Regions from separate parts of the Mus musculus genome. Here region 1 is linked to region 2. A link is a contact called in public HiChIP or PLAC-seq data. All regions are on one chromosome and are shown on one strand. The core of a region is the stretch at or near the end of the contact, and the rest is flanking DNA. Distances in the headings are between cores, read along the strand shown. Region 1 has its middle 23 kb from the start of A730043L09Rik. Region 2 holds the start of Paqr5 (progestin and adipoQ receptor family member V).

What was found. HiChIP or PLAC-seq counts read pairs in DNA pulled down with a chosen protein or histone mark.
Region 1: a contact with region 2 is called in an H3K27ac HiChIP or PLAC-seq map of embryonic stem cells, with 5 read pairs. The contact joins the enhancer-like site here to the promoter of Paqr5 in region 2. A contact is called at or near these places in 4 of 39 promoter capture datasets (the 3T3-L1 cell line, the SN4741 cell line, embryonic stem cells and 1 more), 1 of 15 datasets of contacts at CTCF or cohesin (the NIH/3T3 cell line), 1 of 484 Hi-C or Micro-C datasets (bone marrow-derived macrophages), 7 of 115 datasets of contacts at active chromatin or transcription factors (craniofacial prominence, embryonic basal ganglia, embryonic stem cells and 1 more) and 3 of 9 other capture datasets (embryonic stem cells, liver and pancreatic islet).

What each region holds. Positions count from the first base shown.
Region 1 is chr9:62,218,454-62,224,046 of GRCm38.p6, reverse strand. No RefSeq gene overlaps it. Among named protein-coding and RNA genes, the nearest start is that of A730043L09Rik, 23 kb to the left of the region's middle. Within about 2 kb of position 1,291, at least 35 of the 459 cell types and tissues checked have an H3K27ac peak or open chromatin away from gene starts, as enhancers often do. A contact at or near this core is called in embryonic stem cells, where this site is marked.
Region 2 is chr9:62,023,517-62,028,808 of GRCm38.p6, reverse strand. It overlaps Paqr5 (progestin and adipoQ receptor family member V), which reads left to right and starts at 2,019. Exons shown (of 8, transcript NM_028748.2): 1 at 2,019-2,122.

The DNA.
Region 1 (5,593 bases), core at 42-2,541, 200 kb before region 2:
CAGTGCCTGGCAAATATAGAAGTGGATGCTCACAGTCATCTATAGGATGGAACACAGGGCCCCCAATGGAGGAGTTAGAGAAAGTACCCAAGGAGCTGAAGGGATCTGTAACCCTATAGGTAGAACAACAAGATGAACTAACCAGTACCCCCAGAGCTCATGTCTCTAGCTGCATATGTAGCAGAAGATGGCCTAGTCGACCATCACTGGGACGAGAGGCCCCTAGGTTTTGCAAACTTTATAATGCCCCAGTACAGGGGAACGGCAGGGCCAAGAATTGGGAGTGGGTGGGTAGGGGAGCATGGCAGGGGAGGGAATAGGGAACTTGCATTTGAAATGTATATAAAGAAAATATCTAATAAAATAAAATTAAAAAAATAAAAGAAAATAATAATAAAAAAGATATCATCTCTGCTGATCCTGGTTTCTATAGCATTTTGAAGGTGAAGAGACTCCAGTGTTAAGTTAGTAACTGGCTAATGTAGTAGAGCAGTGGAGTTCATCTAACCCTAAATAATGTTTACAAAATGACTAAAGTGCTTAGTCTACAGAGACTGAGGTCCTGGGCTGCGGCTGCAGAGGAGGATGGAGGGCTTGCTTAGCATGCACAAAGCCCTGGGACCCATCCACAGCACTGCATCAACTGACCTAGTGTGGTGGTACATCTATAATCCTAGTACCTCAAGAGTGGGTGACAAAGGCAGGAAGATCAGAAGTTTAAGGTCACCCCAATTACATAGCCAGTTGGAGAACAGCCTGGACTATAGGAGAACCTGCTTCAAAAAAGAACCACAGCAAAAAACTGTGATACCCAAAGGTGAAATTCCTGGCAGGGTATCTTAGCAATGACCTCAATTCCTCAATAGAAACTCTAAAAACTCGGAAGGCATGGAATGATGTATTTCAAATTCAGAAATACAAAGACTACCAGCCCAGATTACTTTGTCAAGCAAAGGCACCCTTCATAAATAAAGGGGGAAAAAACCTTCCCATGATGAACAGAAAGTAAAAGAATCCACTTAGACAATGCTATGGAAGATACGTGAAGGAGCTTGACATATAGAACATATAGAAACATCTATGAGGTCACAGTAAAGCACAAGCTGCCTTAGAGCACTAAATAAGAAAATAGCAAACATAAAACCATCAAAGACGGTTCAACACACACAAATCAATAAATGTGTGCATTGAACTTTGGCCTCTAACGTTCTCCTTGGCTTAAAGAATGCAGCCACACCGACTGCGTTTGGTGGGTGTGACTGATTGACTTTCAGTGAACAGGAGGCCCAGCGGGAGGGCTGCTCAGGAGGGCTTGTTCCTTCCACCGCATGCCGCTCCTTGCTGGCGTCTCACACCACAGTCGTCTGGTTTTGAGCAATCTGTTCCTGGAAAGCAGAGGGAAGGAACAGATTGACTCATAGCCTGTGTGTGGCCAAGCGATTTATTTTTAATGTGACTAAACAAGACACACACCTGCCTATGGAAACACAGTCACATTGATGCATTGATGCATCGGGGACTCAGATGGCCATTCAGGCAAGGAAAAGACTGAGGAGGCAGAAAAGAAGTGGGCTAAAGAGAGAGGAGGAATGGGAGAACAGACAAAGAAAGAAGAGAACAGAAGAGAGGAGGGAGGAAGGGGAGGTGGGGGAGGGAGAGAAGAGAAGAGGGGAGGAGAAGAGAGAGAAGATATAGTCTGGGCTAGCTCCTAACAGATGAGTAGCATCGCAAGTGCCCCATATGCCCTTGACTTACCCTTACTGGTACTTAAAATCTCATACTTAGACTGCCTCACCTGTGACTTCACCACAGGCAGCACGCCCCACCCACACAGTGCCAAAGCAGTGGGAGATGCAGATCACTAGACTCCACCCACCATATACACCTCAGCAGGAAAGTACTTGGGAAATAGTTTATGAAGTTGTTTTTCTTTCCTTTTCTTTTCTCTTCTTTTCTTTTTCCTTTAGAGGCATGGAAGCATAAAAGCAAAGTTGATGAGAGCCACTAGCAGCAGGGAAAGGCACAGAGGCACTGTGAAGATAGCTTATTGCTAAGAGCTTGCTTTAGCATGAGGACCTGAATTTAATCCCCAGCAACCAGATGAAAAGGTCAGCCAAGCCGGCACATGCTGATGATGCCAGCAGTGGGAGGCCGGCACAGGTAAAATCCTGAGGTCAGCCAGCCTAGCCTACTTGGAGAAAATCTGTCTCAAACAAACAAACAAACAAACCAAAATCAGCCAACCAACCAAACCAAACCAACCCAACCCAAAACCCTCAAGGTGAATGGCTTCTGAGGATATACCACACACACACACACACACACACACACACACACACACACACACACACACATTCAGGCAGAGAGAAATATACATGCTTTTGACACTCTTCTTCACAATTTTCCTGTTACCACCCGCATCTAAGTATGTGGCACAGGCCATGTGGGTACCACTGTTAACACACAGACCTGGAGTCACATTATAGAGTTGCCGTTCTACAGAGAGGGGATGGATTTCCAGGGGTGTGTACTCTCAACCCTATTTCAGTCAGGTCTCTCAAAGATCTACTGCCCCAGCACAATGTCTGGCATGTAATAAACCCCAGTTGACATACGAAATGGCTGGGAGGAGACATGAGTGTACATGGTCTCACTCCAACCTGCTCCGAAATATTCCACCCACTTCTCTCCAGAGCAGCCTAGGAAACCCGTGGCTTTGGGAAGCTAAGTGCCCCCCTCCCCCACCCCCACCCCCACCCCCCAGCCCAGTTCTCCCCTCTGCTCCCTGAGTTAGAACCACTCTGCTAGTATCTGCATGAGCTGGCAACCAGATCAATCCCCTCCGTATGCTGCCCTTCCTTCCAATGCGCCCTCTCCTTGGTGAAGCTGGGATGCTCCTGAAGGTAAGTGTGACCCGCCCCCGCTGCGGTCTCCTGGTTGGGTTCACAGCTGGAGGCATTCATTCTCCATAGCAACAGCCCATCTTGGTGTCTTCTGGTAATTTTTTCTTTTCTTTTAGCGATTTCATTTCGAGCTCCTCAGCCTGCTTCAGTAGTGTTACAAAAAGAAAAAAACAAAAATGATTATAAAGTCCTCAGCCCATCGGACAGAAAGATCCAGGATGTGCGAGAAGAAATGGATATTCAATCATGGTGGTGAAGCCCCATTACAAGTCTCTACAAGAATTGTCTACAGACACATGTGTGGTATTCCACTGGTCTCCCTAAAAGAACATAGAAAGAAGCAACCCTCCCCAACCGTAACTAACAACCAGCACCCACTGGCCAGATATGTGAGGAAGAGGTTGCCCTGTCCTGGTCAAATCTCAGTAGGGGCAGTGCTCCATAAAGAAGCTTAAGTGCACCCATGTGAAAAGCGCTGCGTGGGAAGCCACCCAGGCAGGCAGCTCCCAGATCCCCAGCTGCCAAAATTTATGAGCAATTGTAGTATAAATTATATCAGTAAGTTGCCACGTGATGTCTGCAGGCGTTGAAAGCATACTCTGGGGGTGAGGAAGGCCCTCTTCTCAGACCCAAGTGTGTTTGTGTCAAAGGCTCCTTCAAGACCCCTCATCTGGAATAGGCTGGGCCCTGGCTCTGTGACAAGGACAAAAGAGAAGGGCAAAGCAGCCAGAGAGTGTAGAAACACTGTGTGTGTCTCTGAGAACAGCGAGAAGGAGAGCCACTTCCAGCAGAGGTTACTTACTGCTTGTCCCACAGCATAGCAATGTCTGCAGTGAGGGGCTGCGTGGATGGCTCAACGGTTAAGAGTATGCACAGCTCTTCCAGAGGGTTGGAGTCCAGTTCTCAACACCCATAGCAGACTGCTTACAAATGTTAGCATTCAGTCTGATCTCCACCCCATAGCTACCTGGCAACAGCCAGGTAGGCCTGGCCCATTATAAAAGGGGCTGCTTGCCCCCTCCTCTATCGCTCTTACTATTGCTTCCCTCTTGCTTCTCTCTTGCCCTCTTGGGCTCTTCCTTTCCCCCTCTCTCCACATGCTCATGGCCATGGCCTGCCTCTACTTCTCTACTCTCTCCCTCTTTCTGCCTTTCTCTGCCTCTACTACTCTCTTAACTCCCCTCCCTATGCCCTGAATAAACTCTATTCTATCCTATACCATCTGTGGCTGGTCCCTCAGGGGGAAGGGATGCCCATAGAGACATTCCCTTCCCCATACCTCACCACACCTTAGAACATATCTTAGACCTCTCTATCTTTTTAATAAACACATCAACAACCACCTGTAACTCCAGCTCTTAGGGATTCAGAGATCTCTTCTGGCCCCTAAGAGCACCTCACTTACAAGCACATGTGCCCCCATTCCCACTCAATGGGAACAGGAAGCAAATGCTCATCTATGGAGAGAAAGCTCTCTCTTACACGGCTCTGTAAGGAGCCCACGCAGCCCCGGGCTTCCGGCTGATTTCTGTTGGATGCTGTATGCATCCGGCTTGATGATGTTTTGCTGACTCTGATACATGGTGTCCTTTTACTCTTGCTTACTGCTTGATAAACTTGCTCATTCTCTGGACAGAACAGCAATATCTAGTATGGCTACGGAGCAATAGATAAATAAGAGAATAGTTAGGAATGGTTATTAGCTCAGCTGGTAGAGTGTTTACCCAGCATACATGAAGTCCAGGGTTTGATCCCCAGCACCATAAAAAAAAAAAATGGCCTTGGTGATGCTTGTAATCCCAGCACGTGAGACAGTAGGACTAGAAGTTCAAGGTCATCCTCAGCTATATGAGATCCTGTGTCAAATAAGCTATTTTTAAAAGGCAATAACTGGGGCAGCCGAGGAGGTTCAGAAGGGAAAGATGCTGGCCACCAAGCCTGGTGGTCATCATCAGGTCCCCATGATCGGGCCCGTAGATTGTCCTCTGGCTGCCACACAGATGCATTGGCAAGTACCCGGCCCTCACAATAAATAAGTACATGGAAAAATAACTTAATTAAGCCAGGCATGGTGGTACATGCCTTTAATCCTAGCACTTGGGAGGCAGAGACAGGTGGATCTCTATGAACTCAAGGCCAGCCTGGTCTACAAAGTGAGGACCAGGTCTGCCAGGGCTGTTACACAGAGAAACCCTGACTTAAAAATCCAAAACAAAATAAAATAAATTTAAAAACCTTTATTAAATCAATTTTTAAAAAGACAGTAGCTATAGGAAGATTAGAAATGGCTCAGAGGTTAAGAGCACTGTTGCTTCTGCAGAGGCCCGGGGTTCAATTCCCTGTACCAACTTGGTGGTTCATAACCATCTGTAACTTCATTTCTCCAACACCCTCTTCTGACTTCCTTGGGCTCCAAGCACACATACAGTATACCTAGGCATGCAAGCAAAACCACACATACACATAAAGTAAAATGAGATCTTTAAACAAACAAATATACATACAAACAAACAGAAAGACGGTAGTCATTGCTTCTAATAGCACCCATCCCCAAGAAATATTACTCATGGAAGATTAAATAAGCCACAATAAACTCACAGTTTCTCAATACTGCAGAACATCAGACATGGTAGAAAGCTCAAGACATACGTCAAGTAGCAATACTTATAGTCCCAATTACAGAAAACACA
Region 2 (5,292 bases), core at 770-3,269:
TGGTTATCTATGGCACTAATCTGCAAGGCTGTCATAAATTATGACATGATAATGAATTAATCACCAAGGACCACACATGCACTGAAATTAGGAGCCTGCTTCTCCTGACATGCCTGCACTGGGCAGGACTCTGATTGGGCATTGGGCATCTCTGTTTTCCTCAGCTACAGATAGTGGGGTGCATGCCCACATGATGGGCTCTGCAGCTCCTGTAGGGAGTACAAAGAGGCCTTCCAGAGGTTGCTACATGCTTTCATCTGCCTCCAAAGCCCATTCCAGTGCCACAATCAAAAGATGATATCAGAGGACACCCAGAGCTGGTGGTTCTGTTACTGCCATACCTGCTTGGGCAGGGTGGGGGTGGGGGGGGTGGAGGTGGGGGATGGATGGAGGGAAGCCTTTGCCAATAACCTTGGGAAGACAAAGCAGAGATCTGCATCTCCATCTAGTGGATTCACTCAAGGCCGAGCTCAGCAGAGAACCCATTTTCCACCCACTTGTCAAACTCTGGTGTGCACAGGATGCCTGCCTGCCTGCCTACGTGGCTAAGACACTTTCCCCTTAAGCAATTAGATCTGGGAGTGCTAGAGAGACAGCTCAGTTGGTAAAGTGCTTGCCTTTCAAACAAGAAGAGAGTGTTCCATCTCCACAGTCCATGTTTAGAAGGGGGTGGGGAGCTAGAGAGAAGACTCCATCGAGAGCTGCTCCTGCAGAGGATTTAGTTCCCAGCACCCACATCAGTGGCTCACAACCCTGTAATCCAGGCGAATCCAACACCCAGCGCCTTTTTGTGTTTTTATTTCTGTGGGCACAAGGCACAGAGACACACAGATTAAGAGAGAGAGAGAGAGAGAGAGAGAGAGAGAGAGAGAGAGAGAGAATGAAAGAAACCAAGAATTAGTAATTTATGCTTGTAATCCCAACACTGGGAAGTAAAGACAGGTGAATCCCTGAGACTCACTGGCCAACCAACACACACACACACACACACACACACACACACACACACACACACAGAGAGAGAGAGAGAGAGAGAGAGAGAGAGAGAGAAAGACAGAGAGAGAGACAGACAGACAGACAGACAGACAGAGACAGAGAGAGAGAGAGAGAGAGAGAGAGAGAGAGAGAGATTTGTTCCAACACATCACATTAACTTCATTCAGAAACAGACCTAGAAGGGACCAGAGCTTTGCTCAAGGTCAGAGTTGACTAGAGTCTGGGACAGTCTCCTATTCTTCCTGGTGTGCATACCTGCCAGCAAGGCAGGTCAGGGAGCAAAAGGGAGGCAACTTCAGGGAGGACCACGGAGTCTGCCCACTGCTCACTGGAGCCTTCCAGATTGATCCTGGAGATTGATTGCCTGCTGTGGGGTGGGAGAAGGAGGAAGTGGCTTTGGGCTGTTCTTCAGCACCTGGAAGAACCAGCTTCCAGCTTCCCAGAGCCGGGTTTCTTTGTCTTCTGTGTCCCTTCATCTCTTCTCTCTGTGTCCACTAGCTGGTAGAGGGCCATGCTTAACATCTTCCAATCTGGGAACCTAGGACCAGAGACACCGAGCCTGCGGACAAGGGTTTCCAAGGACCCACTGTTCTAGGTGGTCTGATGGCAGGGGCCATCATCAGCCGGGGGCCTCTCAGCAGAGGAGAGGACCATGGGATCAGGCAGTTGCTTTCCTATCCTTCAGTGAGCTGCAAGGTGGCCTACGGGCTCCCAGACCTCAGATCTAAGGGTAGGAGTAGTGTAGAGTACCTACCAGAGAGTACAGGATGAGAAAGAGAACCTTGTGTACCTCAAATTTCAGCTAAGGGGCACCTGAGGCTGAAGGGACGCGGGAAGCTTTGAAGGAGAAGAGGTCTAGGGTTCGGTGCACGAGGCCTGGCGAGGCCAGGGAGCTGGGAGGAGAGCCCATCGCTCGGCTCCTCCCAGAGGCCGCCCTGCCCCGCCCCTGCCGGGACAGCCTGGGCGGGGACCCGCGACAGGAGGGCGCGCCGCTCTGGGTTCTCCAGGTGCAGTTCCCAGGCGCTTGGGGGCCCGCGCTGGCCTGGGAGGAGTAGCCCGTCTCGGATCTGCTCTTGCTGCGTCTCTACGCCCTATCCACTGGACGCCAGTGAGCCTCAGAATTCAGGTAACCGAGGGCGGAACTCCCGGCCAGTGTCCCCCACGGGTCCCCGTCCTCACGCTCCTATTCTCTGCCACTGAGCCACGGAGCCCGGGTGCTACTTGAAGACGGATCTTGAAAGTTTGCTCTTGGACGGTGGTGCATCAGGCAACTGCCAAGCAGACATTTGCACCCGCGCACCCCGAGCCCACGTGAAGAGGGGAGGCCTTTTCCCCAGCCTTTCTAAGTACCAGTTTTTCTCTTAATTATTCAACGAAACAGACACCCTCCCCATCCTGGCTCTCCATCCCTTAAAAAAAAAAAAAAAAAAAAGTCCTGGGATGGAATTTGACAGTAATTCTTAAGCTTTAGCGATGTTTATATGTGTACTTCCCGCCTCCTCTCGCCAGACGCACGCTATGAACCAGTCAGATAGTGTGCGGGTAAGGTGGTACAGTTTTGTGCCCAAGGAGGTAGCTCTGCGCCCTGATAAAGAGGGTAACCAGACACAGGAAGCTGGGGTTTTTTCCCCTCTCTTTTCTTTTTTCTTTTCCTTTCCTTTCCTTTTTCTTTTCTTCTCTTCTCTCATCTCCCCTCCCTCCCCTCCTTTTTCCTTTCCTTTCCTTCCCTTCCCTTCCCTTTCCCCTTCCCCTTCCCCTTCCCCTTCCCCTTCCCCTTCCCCTTCCCCTTCCCTTTTCCTGTCTCATTCTGTTTGGTCAGGCCGGGTCCTTATTGACGCCCATCCCAGCACTCTCAAAACCCAGACTGAGGAGCCTATGCCCTGAGGTGGGTGGGCTGCAGCCTACAGGTGCAGAGCACTGGAGCCCACAAAATTCTTGGTGGAAAGAAGAAAGCCGCGCCTTCCCCCAGAGCCAGAAAGAAGAGAGGGGAGACTGGGTGGATCCTAAAGCAGCCATCATGGCTGACATGGACACCCCAATTTCACTTTTCCGCGGGGGGAAAAACCAAGCAGATGGTAGCTGAAGAAAGAAAGGTGACTCCAAAAGGTTAAAGCATTTGACCCAAGCACAGTGGTGGGCCTCAGCCATGGTCTCTTAGACCAGGGGCTTCTGCATTTTAAAAGATTACTATATTTCTTTATTATTGTGCTTGGTAGTGGGGTACATGTGGAAATCAGAAGACAAGTTGCAGGGGTCATGTGGGGCCTGGGGATTGAACTGGGTTGTCAGGCTTGGTAGCAAGCACAGTCTCCCACTGAGCCATTTTGCTGGTCCTTTTCTGGTTATGCCCTTGACTGGCAGGAGCCAGTTGCTCCCTTGACGTCCAGGAGTGTGCAAGGTGAGGGCACTTTCAAATAGAATCCAAATCCCCTTAGGAAAGTCTGCCAAACCCCTACCAGCCCCTTGGTAAGCTCCCCTGACAGCAGGAGGGAGGCAGGACCTGCGGTCCCTTCTGTATCCATAGTACTTGGCACAGGGAAGAAACAGAGCCAGACCATCGTGAGTTAACCAGACACGGGTGAGTTCTTTTTCCAGTAGACAGGACTCTGCCCTGGAAGATCAGGAAGGACGTTTGAAAGCTAGCACCAGAAAACTGTGGACACACTCCCAGATGCCTTCACACTCTGCCCCTACTTGGAGCAACTTCTTTCTTAATCCAGTATATAAAACTATAATTATTCATCTTACTTCTTGTATAGCCAAGGAAGAGCAGGGTGCTGGGTGAAGTGGACAGCCTGTCCCTCGCCTGAGCTGGAGGGTGAGAGACTTCCACTCACCTAGTGGACTTCCTCCTCACTCCTCAAAGGGTCTCATTTGAAAACATTAATTACTATTGCCTCTCCTGGATTCTTACCACCCTGCAGGGTTGCCAGGGAGGGGGAAGGGATTTGCTTTTCTTGCCTTAGTTTCCCCTAGTGATAAATAAAGTTTTATGAGTAGGTGGGTGCTCTGAAGACATCTGCATGCTGCAGAGCACACCCGACAGGAGACATGTATGCATGTGTGCGCGCGCGTGTGTGTATGTGTGTGTGTGTGTGCGTGTGGGGGGGGGGGGCTTCTCTAGGTGAGCTTTATGTCTCCCTTGAGCTGTAGCCGCATCTTAGCATTCCTCAGAGAGTAGACCTCACCAGATGCACACAGTAGCTTTGTAAGAAGTATTCACTGATGGAAAGTAATCTCTACAGGAAGAAAACTTGCCAGAATTCATGAGACCTGCAGAGCCTTGACCCTCTCTCCTTCTTTCTTCCCATGTAAGGAGAGGAACACCCAGCCATAGAACCAGGAAAGGAGAGAGGAAGGAAGGCTCCCAGAACTCAGGCCAGGGCCTTCAAGAGTCACCTAGATGGACAGCTCCATGATCTGATGGCCTCTGGGAAGGTCCTAGGAGGGGCAAGCCCAGTTTCCGGAGGAGGGGTAGAGGCTAAGATGAGCCGGGCTAAGCTAACAAGCCAGTCTGAGAAGTGTGTGCAGAGGTTGTGGGGAGCTCAGAGGCTCCCCTAGGAATTCAGGAGATCCTGGAGGCGGGGGAGAGATAGATGCACACCCTCATACACAAAGCAGTTTTTCTGGGTGACCCAGAGAGCTTTGGCTTTTGCCCCAGCCCTGCCTTTGACGACCCCCCCCCCCACACACACACACACAGACAGCTCTGTTCATTGTCAGAGCTGGAGTGCACCTGCTGGACCTTGGCGTTGGGGCAGAAAGTGCTGAAGCCCAGCCTGAAGAATGTGTGATTTCCTGACTTGTTGGGCTTACAGGGGGGTGGGGTGGGGGAACAGACAGTCAGGGAGTCACTAAGGCTTCACCAGAAGGAATGCGTCAGGGTGGACCTTCTCCTATATCTGAGGTCATTGTAGACCCCCCTAGTTCTCTGGTGCCCTCTGGGGGGGGGGGCGGAGTCATGATGGAGACCTGGTTTTCTGTTCCCTGGTATGTTGGCTTTCTCCTACAAGTTCAGTGACTTTCCACCACAGTGGATGGAAAAGTACGCAGCCTGTTTCGATGCTTCATGGCTCTAGGTCCACCCTGCTGCCTAGTGTCTGGCCCTCACTTGGAGACCGTGTTGGGGACTTTGGAGAAAGGGACAAGGAGATTGTTATGAAATTATGCAGGCTGGCAGAGGGGAGCCATTGCATGTAAGAGTTTCAATAGTTTCTTGCACTTGGGGGAAGAACGGCATTCCCTTGAAGTGGTGGCCCAGTTTTATCCCCATCCCTGTGCTGTCTGCCAAGTTGG